2 separate regions of the Sus scrofa genome follow, and region 1 is linked to region 2. Evidence: chromatin contacts called from public Hi-C data. All regions are on one chromosome and are shown on one strand. The core of a region is the stretch at or near the end of the contact, and the rest is flanking DNA. Distances in the headings are between cores, read along the strand shown. Region 1 overlaps LOC110260243 (a long non-coding RNA gene). Region 2 overlaps ZFPM2 (zinc finger protein, FOG family member 2).

Region 1 (7,247 bases), core at 3,785-6,284, 700 kb after region 2:
AGACACATATGCTTGCAAGCAATATACCCCAAATGCTGTCACCTCTAAATAACAGAGACTGGTGGTTATTACAGAGAGTTCCGTAATGCATTGGGCGCATTCGTTTGCAAGGCTCTTGATGTAACATGATTTCTCCCCGTAACCACCCTAAGAGACAAATTGCTATTCATCTCAATTAGCAATTGATAAACATGAGGAAATTAAATTACTTTGTGGCCAACATCATCATGGAAGCCTAGACTTGTAAGCAGCTGAAGGGAATTTAGACATCATCTAATTCACTGTCTTCATTTTGTAAAGAAAATGCAGTCAAGAGAGATTTGTTGACTGGTCTAAGCCCTCATAATTCATCACGCCAGATGAGAATGCAACAATTCAGTGCAGCTTCCAAAACTCACTAAGATGAATAATTCAGATGAGAAACTATCTGTCACCATGATCCAACCTGAGGACCACGACTCAAATATTTTATCAGTTTAACTATAAAGAACACTCCATTGACCCCCAGGAGTTCTAGGAAATGGTCAGCCACTGATTAAACAGCCTCTTCCCTCTGGAAATATCCCCAAACAGGTCTTCTGTTCAGTTGTAACCAAACAAGGATAAGCAATCACAAAACTCCCCACTCCTTCCAAAAATCTCACCCTAATAGACTGTCCCCCTTTTACTTTATGAAGTTCAATCTCCTTCAAACCTCTTTGAACTCCTACAGGAACAAAATTACTGGAAGATGTTACTCTTGCAAGCATACAAATAAATTAGTCTTTGCTAACTTGGTTTCTTGCTTAACTTTGGTTTTGGCACAATAGAATTTGAATACGAAGTGTTAATAGAAAACCCTGCTCCTTGAATAACAATTATTTTTTTCTTTTTGCAGCCGCACCTGTGGCATATGGACGTTCCCAGCTAGGGGATGAATTGGAGCTGCAGCTGCCAGCATACGTGACAGCCACAGCAACTCGGGATCTGAGCTTCATCTGCGACCTATACTGTAGCTTGCAGCAACGCCAAATCCTTAACCCACTGAGCGAGGCCAGGATTCAAACTCGCATTTTCATGGATACTAGTCGGGTTCATAACTGGCTGAGCCACAATAAGGACTTCTGAATAACAATTTTAAAACTCATACATTAGAATCCAGGGGCTCTCTTCAACACAGCTAGACATCCATGAGCTGTGTGGGCTGCAGCAGGACAAACTCAAGTATGACTCTCCAGATTCTTACTTCCTCTGTTACAGCTACCAAGATTATTCCACATGTCAAGTTCTCTGTCATCCTTGTGTCCCTGGGTCACTGATCATGTAGAAATTCATGCCTATTTACTTCTCACATGAGATCCAAAATCGTGTGTGTCAAATTGAAACGGAGGAACAACACCCTATGGTCCTCCTCTTGCCTGTCTTTTGTCTGTAGAAAAACTTTAGGCAACATATAAGGTTAATGAGAGAAGTGAGAAAATGCAGAAGCTGAGGAAAACAGTCAAGTGAGATCAAATAATAATAGTTTAGTCACTAAGCAAAATCAAGGACCTCCTCAAAGGAAAGAGATAATATTCTGAGTCATATCCTGTGAGCTGTCTTGTAGATACTGAAACTCCCCTTTAAAAGCTCTTGCCTACTAATCACCAGTGGAGGGAGCTGGCCTTTGGACACAGGTCTGTGCTCCATCCCACCCTCCCCACTCCATTTGCAAGCCTCTTGAAAAAAAGGCTTTGAAATAAAGCAAACTTTCCTTTTCACTAACCTTGTCTCTTTACTGGCTTTATAGCAGTGAGAAGCTGGACCCCACTTTCAGTAACAAAATTATGGCAATTTGGGGAGGTTGCTGTTACAGCACTATAACCTATCCTATCCTGACTAATACCCATCGAACAAGTACACAAGAGTAGTTTATTCACTCACAACAATAGCAAAGAGTTGATTTAAGACAGTGAATTCTTCCAATTGATGGCCCACATTGCCTGAAATTTAGGAAGCTTTAGCCTATGCATGGGGAGTAAAGAAGACATAAGGGAGACACAGACACACAGATAACTGTTAATATGAAGCCAGCCCATGTTAAATGCTAAAATAGAAAGATAAATAAAGTGTTCTGAGAGCACAGAATGAGATTGGATTAGCTCTGATTAAGAAAATCTGTGGAGACCTCAAGAAGGATATATCACTAAATCATTAAAGCTTTGCCTAGAAGAACCTCTCTGGGTGGGGAAGAGAAACAATATGAATAAAGGCCTGCCCCTGCACTTTTGTTGGGTTATAAGGCTAAAATAATAATTAAATAAGAGACTACAGTAGTCCCCTGTGGCTTTGGCAACAGATAAAATAAAGAGATCATTTTCTAGCTGCTAACTGATCTCACTGGATATCAGCTTGAGAAAGATGATACTTTATGGAGGCAGCTCATGGAGGGAGAGCTATTAAGACGTTCTGGAGCCACTAGATTCTAAAAACTATACTTTAAAAATGTTTGTCAATGAGTAGGGCTTTTAAATAGCACCTTTAAATTCAAATTCTACTGTGTCAGCAGATTTTAGTTAGAAACCAAATTAGTCAAGGCTGTTCATTCAAACACTTGCTCAAGCAAAGGAACTGTGTCCTGTCACTTTCAGGTACCAATTTCTCCATTAGTCAAGACAGAGAGATTACACTATGGTAACAAATAACCCTGAATTCTCAGTGACTGAATACACCAAGAGTGTATTTCTCACACACACTACCTGCTCAATGGGAGTCAAAACAGGACTGTCTTTCACACTAGTTACTCATGAACAGAGACTGACGGAGGCACCACTATCGGGAACATTGTTATCCTCCAATACAGAGTACAGAGACACTGCAGGATCTTCCATAGGCTTTTTTCCTGCCTCAGCTTAGCACTGACAAGCATCATCTCACTGGCCAGGACTATCCAGATGGCCTACCTACCTTCCTGGGGCTCGGGAATGTGGGAGCATATCTGATGAACATAATTGTCCATGACATACTAAGGTGGAATAAAGATACGACCAAAAAGAAAAAATAAAGAGACTTCCAATATGGGCTTCAAATCTGGAGAAGAAAAGTCATTATTAAAACACAAGACACAGGATAAATACCTTTTTGAGGTCACTTCTTTCTGGAGCTGCCTCAAAGCCCAGCCACGATTATTTGCTGAGAATTATCAACAGATAGGCTGGTTCTAGACATTTCTTGCCACCACCACCCTCCCAACCAGGCTTTGCTGGAATGTAGGCAAAAAAGAGTCTAGGTCCTTTTGAGAGTTCTGAACCACTTCTGCTTTACCCACCACTAAGTTCCCTTGACCAGATTTTTTTTTTTTTTTTTTTTTTTTTGCTTTTTATTTTTTTAGGGCTGCACCCATGGCATAGGGAGGTTCCAAGGCCAGGGGTCTAATCAGAGCTACAGCTGCCAGCCTACACCACGGCCATAGCAATGTTAGATCTGAGTCAAGTCTGTGACTGGATCCTTAACCCACTGAGCGAGGCCAGGGATCAAACGCGAGTCCTCATGGCTCCTAGTTGGATTCGTTTCTGCTACGCCATGAAAGGAACTCCATCCCTTGACCAGATTTAAACTAGAAAGATTACAGAGTTTAAAAATGACCTGCTAACCTGGGGAACTTCTTCAGTTCAAGACAGTAATAAAACTGAGCCTACTCAGAACAAATGTGAATAGAGTAACTTGGAAACCCCTAAAATCATCACATGTTTTAGTAGATATGAGTAAGTCCACCACCCCACACTGGAAGTTTTGTTGCATTTGAACATCACTGTCATCCTAATTCATTCCTGGGGTGGGAGTTGAGGACCTCTCTTTCTTTGACGGTTGGCTATCTGGTTCCTCCAGGAGGTTCTGTGTTCTAGTGTTTTGTTTCAATGCTTTAGTGCTTAGTCATGGGCCTAATCAAGTCCACATAAATGGAGTCTGGTAGTTTCACCTTAAACATCTTTGCTTCAAGTAATTTCACCACAAGCAGTTTTGCTACACAACTAATTGGCTGTAAGACAACTGCACCATGAAAGATAAAAAATAACAAAAATAAAATAGGGACATTTAAAAGGACATAATGAATCATGAAAAAAACTAGTAACAAATATTTTTAAAGATTTTACTATGAAAAATGAAAATACAAAAAATATTTAATTCCTTTAAAAGATGTGTACATTCATGGTTATATTTGTATTCAGATATATCTTAGAGAAAGCAATGATTCTTCCTTTCTCAAAGTTGATCATTAAGGAGTCAGGTTCTAATGTTGGAAGTAAGTTCTTTATTTGTTTCAAAAAATCTGCTGAAACTCTTCAGCTTTCCCTGGAAGTAAAACAAACAGAGGAGGGATGCTGCTATTTCTTGTTCTGTATATGTACCATATACACCTGGTAGAACATATCTGAACTGCATTTAAGTGTTCTATCACATGCCCTGTCTTTATATTTCCCAAGTCATCTAAGCCAGATTCTATGCCAAATACCAAAATCTTGTCTGCGTCATGTTATCCACTATCAAATATCAAAAACTTTTCACCTACACTCATTGGCAATCAGATAATTTTTTTGGGGGGGGGAGTGGTATGAGGAATTTGATTCTTCCTTGGCCTCCAACTTCTAGTATTATATCATAATATATACACAGTTATCACCCACTGTTTTAAGATCACCAAGTTTACTCAACACTGTATAGACCATTTTGAGGCCTAAGATTTATATAATATAAAAATGGGGGGTGCTGCATCAATAGAGAAATGAAAACAAACTCACAACCAGTTGAAACCAAAGTGAAAATACCTAGAACTTACATACATCTCTACATCTGTTCTCATTCATTTGGATTGTGAGATGCCTGTTGGAATTACTGTGATCCTGAGGCTCTGGATGTCAAAGCCTCGATAAATTGAGATAAACCACCTGAAAAACATGATGAGTGACAGCCCTTTTGCAGGAAGCCCCTTCTGAGCAACAATAATGCTGTGTTGCCCCCATAAGGCTCTCTCCATAGTACACTATCTATTCACGTGTCTATTCCAAATCTAAGAATAGCTGCAAGCAAAAGAAAACAAATACCCAGAATCAAAATGCCTTTCTGTCTGCCAAGAGGACAGACTGCAGAGCTGCAGGTGCTCAGGAAACCCGAGACAGCCCTCTCCAGACCAGCCAAAGCTTAGAAAATAACAATCTTGTTTGCATTTTTAAAAATAAATATTTAAAGTGTATGCGTTCCCCTCTTACTTCACATTTCTTTACTTCCATTTCCCTGAAAACAAGCTGTGCTGGTGGTTCTCACAAATATTTCAACCTCTGAAAAGGCACCAACTTCAACTGCAGAATCAGCCTGTCATGCTCTACACATTTATTGAGTATGCTATGCGATCCTTTTTTACAAACCATACAAATGAAATAAGATTGAGGAGCAAGTGCTCATACTTTGATCTGATTTCAAGGAGCGACTGCAGGAGCCCCCACAGAGAGGCAGACTCTGATTGGGTCAGGACAGAATAAACCTGGGAGGGAAGGAGAAGAAAGTGAGGGGTTTTGCAGAGAAGGGGGCTCTGTAGCTAAGATTATGACTATCAACCTCAAATGAGGGGGAAACAGTAGGAGAAATGGTACCCAGAGTCTGTACTGATGACACGTGAGAACAAGGAACTCAAAGAATGCATCCAGCAGGAAGATGCTTTGGAAGCCCCACTCACATTGGCTAGGAGGACCCTGAAAGACTAATCTTTACCAACACAGAGATGTAACATTGAGCCATAAATTGAGGAAACGATACTAAGATGAGGGATAAAGAAACCCTATTCAGGCTTTAATATAACAGAATTTCAAAGTAAGATCAATCATTTCATCTGTTTCTTCTAAATAAGGAAGTTGAGGCTCAGGAAGATGGTGTGAGTTGCTCAAAGCCACCAAGTTCCTAGAATATCCCTTTGTAAATATGTTTTAGGTCAATTCCCATAAGTTTCCATTTTAAAACAAAAGTTTAAAAAAGCACATACCATTGTCAATATTCATAGTTTGAGTTATCCCAAAAGTGGACCTTAAGACAAGGATTTGTTTGCAAGTTTGGGAAGTGCAGCAAATGCTGGTACAGGAGTCAGGATGTAACATAGATGGAAAGAGTGCCAATAAAGCAATAAGACAATAAAGGGTGTTTATTGGTGTGTTAAATCCAGTGAGTTGCCCCAACTGGGAGATGGAATAGAATGCATACTTCAGAGTTCTCCCACTTGTGGAAAAGGGACCTGAAGTATTTAACCATCAATTCCCATCCATCACTGGTTGAGGGCTGTGTCTACAAAGAGAAAATTCCCTTGTCCCTCCATCCTGCTTCACAAATGAGCTGAGCATACTTCCATTGCTTCAGAAAAAGTCTTTAGACAAAAAGCTAGAGATGCAAACAACTGGAAATCAGCATGAGTGCCGGAAATGTAAAGGTCTGAAGATACATGTGAGGTACCAAGAGTGTGTGCTAAGCCAATCCACTATCTATTTAGCTGTATTTCTGCTTACCTCTATTCTAGAGATAGTTAAGAGGTACAAATCCACACTTTTATCTTGTTCACTATGTGATGTGGTACCTTATACGCATGACAGGGATGGCGTGCACTAAAATGTTAATAACTCGGCTTGTCCTTGATCCGTTTTTGCAAATTCTGAACCATAAATGCTCTATCATTTGCATTAAATACGCATAATTTTTATATACAACTCCCCTGTTTATCAAAGTATATTATCATAATACACAGCAGGGGTATGCAGGTATATAGTTCATTTTGTTAGCTTCCAAACTGGTATAAAGTTTGTCCTAAACTTCTGAATATTGTAAAATTTTAAACTTAATGAGCTATAAGAAGATACCTAGAATTCGGATCATGGAATTTGGAAACACGATCTAATCCCCAGTGGCTCTGTTAATATGTCCCAAAGATATACAGGCATAAGTCACATCAGCTTTATAAATAAACAAATTGTATCTCATTGAGCTTAAAAAAAATCTATATCTCAAATAAAACTGTATGTCTTCTGCTGGTGCTGCCTGACATGCTATTTAGAAAGTTGATTTCTAGAATAGTTAAATTTGAAATCATTTTAATGTACAAATTTCTCACAAGAACTAGAAGTGCAACCTATCACCCTGAAAAAAAAATTTTTTTAATGTAGATTCAAAAAGGACTTGAATTTCTTTAAAGCTCTCAGAAAAATGTTACCATTTAGTAATGACATTCCCTATTCATTTGACCTCAGTTTGAC
Region 2 (6,717 bases), core at 2,538-5,037:
AACTTATTCAAGATAGTTTTTGTTCACAATAGTGTCACATTTACCATGCGCCCAGCATGGTTATGAGTCCTTCTTTTACATACATTTAATCATTTAATCCTCAAAATTACCTTATAAGGTAGTCCCCCACCCACTATTCTATATTGAGAAAACTAAGTCAGAGTGTCAGCAATGAGATCCTGCTGTGTAGCACTGGGAACTATGTCTAGTCACTTATGATGGAGCATGATAATGTGCGAAAATAGAATGTGTACATGTATGTGTAACTGGGTCATCATCTGTACAGTAGAAAAAATGTATTGGGAAAATAACTATTAAAAAAAATAATAATAATAAAAAGAAAAAATATTTACCAAAAAAAAAAAAACCCAAAAAACAAAAACCGAAGTCAGAGAATTAAGTAACTTGCTTTAGTCTTCTCAGCTAATAGGTAGCAGAGTCAAGATTTGGACCTAGGTTGTTTGGGTTTCAGGCAGTCCATATATTTAAATACTATGCCAGAAGCAAAAAGCAGACCCTAAAATGAGCATTCTGCAGAACTTTAATGGGTTGTCTCATTTAAGGGTTGCTCTTGGTCCTTCACAAAAATAGAGGAATCTTTTAAATTTCCACAGAGAGAGGCTGCAATTATGCCGTTGCTTCATATCTAAAATGATGAATTAATCAAAACTGAAGGCTATTTCAGTGAGAGGTGAAAAATAATCAAACTATGACAGCAGCATTTTAAAATAAACATAACTCCAACCACTACCATTTTTGTACTCATGTAATAAGCAACTTTATCTAAATAATTTATTTCATTAAGGAGATTTTTTTGCCTTATATTATTCTATAAATTTCTAGCACTTTGCTTTGTGCCCTGTAGGCTCAAGTCGTTGAGACCTGGCATTAGATTAGGATTATGTAGTTTCTAGAACCATGGTCCTCAGAGTTTGTGCTGTCTTACATAAAGCATATAGCCACCAAGACCCCTTCTTCTTAGCAACACTAGCTCCTGCACTGATTTTCAATGAGAATCCCTCCTAGGTGAAGCCCATATTAGTCATTTCAACTGAAGGTATTTATTTTGACAAGCTGACCTCCAAATTCTGATAATTACTTTCATCTCCCCCAAAAATCAAAACACTGTTCTAGACTTCTGTGAAAATGAAAAAAAAAAAAAATCACAGTAACAACTATCAGAGAAATGCAAATCAAAACTATAGTGAAGTACCACCTTGACTGGTCATTAAAGTCAACAAATAACAAATGCTAGAGAAAAGGGAACCTTCCCACACTGTTGGGAGGAATGTAAATTGGTGCAACCATTAGGGAAAACAGTATGGAGGTTCCTCAGAAAACTAAATACAGAGTTACCATATGATCCAGCAATCTCACTCCTGGGCACATATACAGACAAAACTTTCATTCAGAAAGATACATGTACCCCTATGTTCATTGCAGCACTATTCACAATAGCCAAGACATGAAAACAACCTAAATTTCCATCAACAGGTGAATGGATTAAGAAGATGTGGTACATATACACAATGGAATACTACTCAGCCATAAAAAGAACAAAATAATGCCATTTACAGCAACTTGGATGCAACAAGAGATTCTCATATGAAGTGAAATAAGTTAAAAAGAGAAAGACAAGTACCATATATATCATTTATATGTGGAACCTAAAATATGGCACAAATGAACCTATCTACAAAACAGAAACAGATTCACAAACATGGAGAGCAGACTTGTGGTTGTCAAGGGGGAGGAGAGGGAGTGGGATGGAGGGGGAATTTGGGCTTAGTAGAGGCAGGCAATTACATTTAGAATGGATAAGCAATGAGGTCCTACTGTGTAGCACAGGAAACTATATCCAATCACTTGTGACAGAACATGACAGAAGATAATATGAGAAAAAGAACGTGTGTGCGTGTGTGTATGTGTGTGTGTGTGTGCGCGTGTGTGTGTGTATAAAACTGGGTCACTTTGCTATACAGCAGAAATTGAAAAAACACTAAATCAACTATAATAAAAAAATTTACAAATCACAGAGACAAAGACCATAGTAATAAGTCAAAATTATATTGGATTAAATTAGGATGCTTATATAAAAAACATTCCACTGGTTGCTAGTGGGGAGAAGAAAGGAGGAAGGGGCAATATAAGGGTAGGGGACTATGAGGTATAAACTACTACATATAAAACAAATAAGCTACAAGGATATATAGCACAGCACAGGGAGTACAGTCAATATTTTGTAGTAACTATAAATAGAATATGATATTTGAAAATTGTGAACCACAATGTTGCACACCCAAAATTTACATAATGTTATACGTTAACTATACTTCAATTAAAAAAAGAAAAAAAAATTAGGAGGCTTATATTATAGCTATTTTTTTTTTCCTGTGTCTCCAAGTTTTCTTCTGTAAAATAAACTACTATCTACTTCACATGAATGATGCACATGTTGGATTAGATAACAAAAGCAAAAATGAAGTTCGAGATGTTTTATCAATGTTGGATGAAATCATCACAATAATGATCACTTTATAAGATTGAAATAAAAATTAAATGAGAATATGCTGGACCCTACGCCCTATGAGAACAGAAGTTTGCATGTTTTGATCACCCTTCTGTAGCTAGCACCTAGAACAATGCCTGACACATGGTAGGTGCATAACAAATGTTTGTCGAGTGACTATGTGTAACAAGCAAAGTGATCTATATAAGATGACCTCAGGGGTCTCAGATCAACTTTAGGAATGAAACAAAACTTATTTTCATGTTTTTACTATCGACATCCCAATCCTAATCATCTCCAATGTTCTATTTGTTGGCGTGATTGTTATATTTTCCCCACTAGACTGTAAACTCTATGAGGACAAGGACAGTGTTGAAATGATTCTCCACATTATTCCCAGGACCTAGCACTGGAGATATTTGTTGAGTAAAGCAAATTAATTTTAAAGGATGAAAACGCAGGGCTTATCATGGCAATAATATATCAAAGAGTAGACTACCAAGCACCATGTCAGCAGCCCCAAATTAGCAAGGATCCTGACAGGCAACAATGCATTAGTTATCTGCATGCCACAAACACTGATGAAAGATAGCAGAACATTCTTAGAGTGTTGTCTCTCATTGCAGGTGGAGTGCAGGAATTCGAAGGGATCTGTGTTATCATGCACACTCTTTTTTACTGGGATGGGCTCACAGGCACATTCAAACCAGCCATCACCACTGGGGACAGCATCAAAATGGATAGTCCTAAAAGATTCAGCAGAAAAAAACCAGTGATGGAGGACTCACGTTCCTTTCAATATATTAGTGTACAGAACAACCCTTTATCTAGTTGCCCTCCTCTGCTGGGGACCAGAAAATTTGTAACAAATATTTAAAGCGGTTTTTTGGAAAAGGTTCTGCCCCAGCCAACTATGGAGCTACATATTAGGCCTAGTGTCATGGAGACAAAACAGAAATGCAATCTGTGATGCTGCAGCTGCTTCGTGCTTTTGCCTGCCTCGCTGCTAAAGAAGGAGAAAAGGGGGCTGTCTGTGCTAAGAAAGTTTAATACCTTGGAGCAGATATATAAGGTATTATTTTGTTTTTTTGACAGGGTCCGGTGCTATTTTTACCCAGGTTGATGCGGGGGTTAGGTGAGGACTTTAGGAAGAAATCGTGATTTATTTTAAGCGCTGTTTGTGTAAGAGCAGCTCCCTCTGGACTCATTTCTGCCAGTTTTTCATTGTTCCCAATGTAAAAATGCCCCCTTCTCCCTCTTATTTTCCTTAAAAACACACACCAGCAAGTATCTCCCTGATAATCCCCCTAACAAGCCGATGATTGTTTGCTAGAATTCCTTCTCCCAGCATCACTGCTTCTATTTGTCAGTCTGGGTTCCTCCCCATTCCTGCGCCCAGCCTCCCTGCCTCCTCCATCGCGGGTGTTGTTTCTCATTTAAATGAACAGTTGGATTCTTTTATTTCTTACAAGTGCTGGATTCGCCTTATCGCCCTCATTCCTTTGGGGGTTGCCAATTGGTTTTATCCACGGATGTATCATTTCTCATGCTTCCTTTTTTTTTCTTGCAAAGAGAAAGAACCTCTCCGTCAACAAGCCTCTCCGGAGTGGAAGATTAAAAACCTAGACATCACCTACCTTGCAGCTCTACTCCCAACTGGGTTCTGTAAAACTCAATTAAACGTGTCCCCATTGAATACTGCATTACAGTACATTAAACAGAAAATTCTTCAAGCGTGATGACAAAGCTTGAAACCTTGCCTCAAAGCTGTTCCTTGTAGCTTTCTTTAACATTTCAGGCTTTGTGGTACAAGTGTCCCGTTGACACAACTTTAGCCAGCCATGAAAAAAAAAAAGAAAAAAATCACAGAGCAGCACGGGGATTAAACAAGAAAGGGGGGAAAGTGAAGTTAGACTTGGCACTTCCCTGGAGTCTCTATTGAAACTACACTGCCAACAGACCACTCGAAGCTGAAAAGTCTTCCAGAGGTCTGCGGTCTAACAATCGAAAATATAATTCCCTTATTTTGGGCAGGTGAGTTTTACAGATTTCTTTCTCTATCCAACATATTGTATCCCCCTGACTACACAGGAGAAAGACTGGAGTTCTTAGGGCAAGGCGTTTATGCAGACATATAGTCACAGAAATTTTAAAAGCCCAATGAATACTTTAGTCTCTTCAGGCTTAGTTCCTCATAGAACAAAACCAAAAAATCATTCCACATTCCTGCAAACCTCAAAACTGTTATTAACTGTAAACTCTGCCCTTCTATTTTTGTTTCCTGTCCTCTCCCACAGTTTTTATTTTCAACCTGGGTTGCCAAGAGGCAATCCCCCCTCTTAATTTGTTCACTGAATTAGGTTTTCAAAGCTTGTTTGTTAAGCAACTCACACAAGTTTACAAAATTTAGACTAAAATTTTTTTCATCAGATTAGAGATATTACTGTTCTGCCAACTTCACGGTTTTTGATTACTTGAGGCATTTCTCTGCTTTCAAATTTTGGCAATTCAAAGCATAACACCCCCCTCTTGTTTATAGAACCCAGCCCACTTGCTGGTGTAGCTAAAGAGGAAAATGAACTGGCTGCTTTAAGGCACTGTTTTATGTTCTGTATTAATTATCACTTATTTTGTGTCCACAGTATGATGCATCCTATGAGCCTATATTTGATCTGAAATGCTATATAGTGTTAGTGAGAGTTTATTAAGAGATCCTAATGCTTTAAGGAGACACACAATAACCATCCCATTATTCAAAACTGAACAGTACTTTAACACGGAGCTAGGGGGCATGGTGATACTAGAAGTTCCATTTTCACAATTAGCAAATTTAGCTATGGTTATGAAAGAAAGGTATATTTGTCCGTACATATGAATAATTTGTATTATCATATTTATACATATATGTACATGTGCAGGTGTATGTATGCTCAGACATACTCTTTATTGTTAGAGTCACTGTCTAACACAAGTACAATATTTAATTTTGCCCTTGTCATTCTGCTTTAATTCATTGGCGGGGGTGGGGGTTCATTCCCCTCCATCACTATTTTAAACTATTATCTGCAGCGGGTTTTTTAGTGCAGAGAGAGAAAGTGTTGCCTATGCTGGACACCCGTTACAACATTGTAAGCTCTAGTACTCAAAATGGAAATGAAACTGAAATGGATTTTGGCTGGGGTTCCATAAAGATTTTTCCTACAGAACCAAGCCATGCTAGAGGCAAAGCCAAATGTTACCAGGGAATCCCACAAATGAGAAACAACAAGTAAAAAACACCCAAAAAGTAAAGCCTCAGCTCTCTAATCCCAAAATGACTTAAGTTTAATTTACAAATATATTTGGTTAAGAGTTTCTAGGGATTTTTTTTTTCAAGGAAGTTTTCTTTCTTTTTCTTTTTCTTTTTTTTTTTAATCTTTTCTAGGAACTCACCCACCACATACGGAGGTTCCCAAGATAGGGGTCCAATCAGACCTGTAGCCGCCAGCTTACACCACAGCCACAGCAATGCGGGATCCAAGCTGCATCTGTGACCTACACCACAGCTCACAGCAACGCCAGATCCTTAACCAACTGAACGAGGCCAGGGATCGAACCCACAACCTCATGGTTCCTAGCTGGGTTCGTTAACACTGCGCCACGACGGGAACTCCTCAAGGAAGTTTTCTAAGATTAGCTGATTATTCATAAGACAAGAAGCGTCCCCTAAAAGAGTTCAGGAAAGAGTTTATAATTCTCCTCCAAACTCTTTGTTAGTATCAGGATAAAACAAAAGACATTTTTTCCATTCCAAGGCAGTTATGTTTCCAAATATATGCTAGCAATTCTTTAACTGCTCTCTCATGAAAAATTTTAAGAAAATAAAAATCTTAATGTGTAAAACGTTTTATCTATCCTTAACCTTTTTTAAAGAAAAGAGTGGCTTTAATTTGGAACTCATGTAAACAATTGAAGAAATTATCATCTTTATCCTAAAACTATTTAAAGAGTCTACCTGAATGAAAAACAATTCTATAGGGATGTATTTCTTCATAGGTTTGAAGAAATTTTGTATCTAAGTTACTTTATTCTTTAATTAAAGTTTTAAAGATAGTTTGTAATTAATCTCCATACATACATCTATATAGCCCTTTCTAAGTAAAAAAGAGAAATGTTGTTATAAATACCTAGTAGTGATTATGTTTGTCTTAACGCCATCTCTTTCGCTT

Evidence for each region. Hi-C and Micro-C count contacts between places; a contact is called where the count stands out from the background.
Region 1: a Hi-C map of fetal heart ventricle shows a contact between it and region 2, with 2.4 times the contacts expected there. The contact joins two enhancer-like sites.

Annotation. Positions count from the first base shown.
Region 1 is chr4:32,444,322-32,451,568 of Sscrofa11.1, forward strand. All of the region lies in intron 2 of LOC110260243 (a long non-coding RNA gene), which reads right to left. Among named protein-coding and RNA genes, the nearest start is that of LRP12, 250 kb to the right of the region's middle. Within about 2 kb of position 5,035, at least 3 of the 83 cell types and tissues checked have an H3K27ac peak or open chromatin away from gene starts, as enhancers often do.
Region 2 is chr4:31,744,649-31,751,365 of Sscrofa11.1, forward strand. The region is part of intron 4 of ZFPM2 (zinc finger protein, FOG family member 2); the gene reads right to left. Among named protein-coding and RNA genes, the nearest start is that of ZFPM2, 250 kb to the right of the region's middle. Within about 2 kb of position 3,788, at least 9 of the 83 cell types and tissues checked have an H3K27ac peak or open chromatin away from gene starts, as enhancers often do.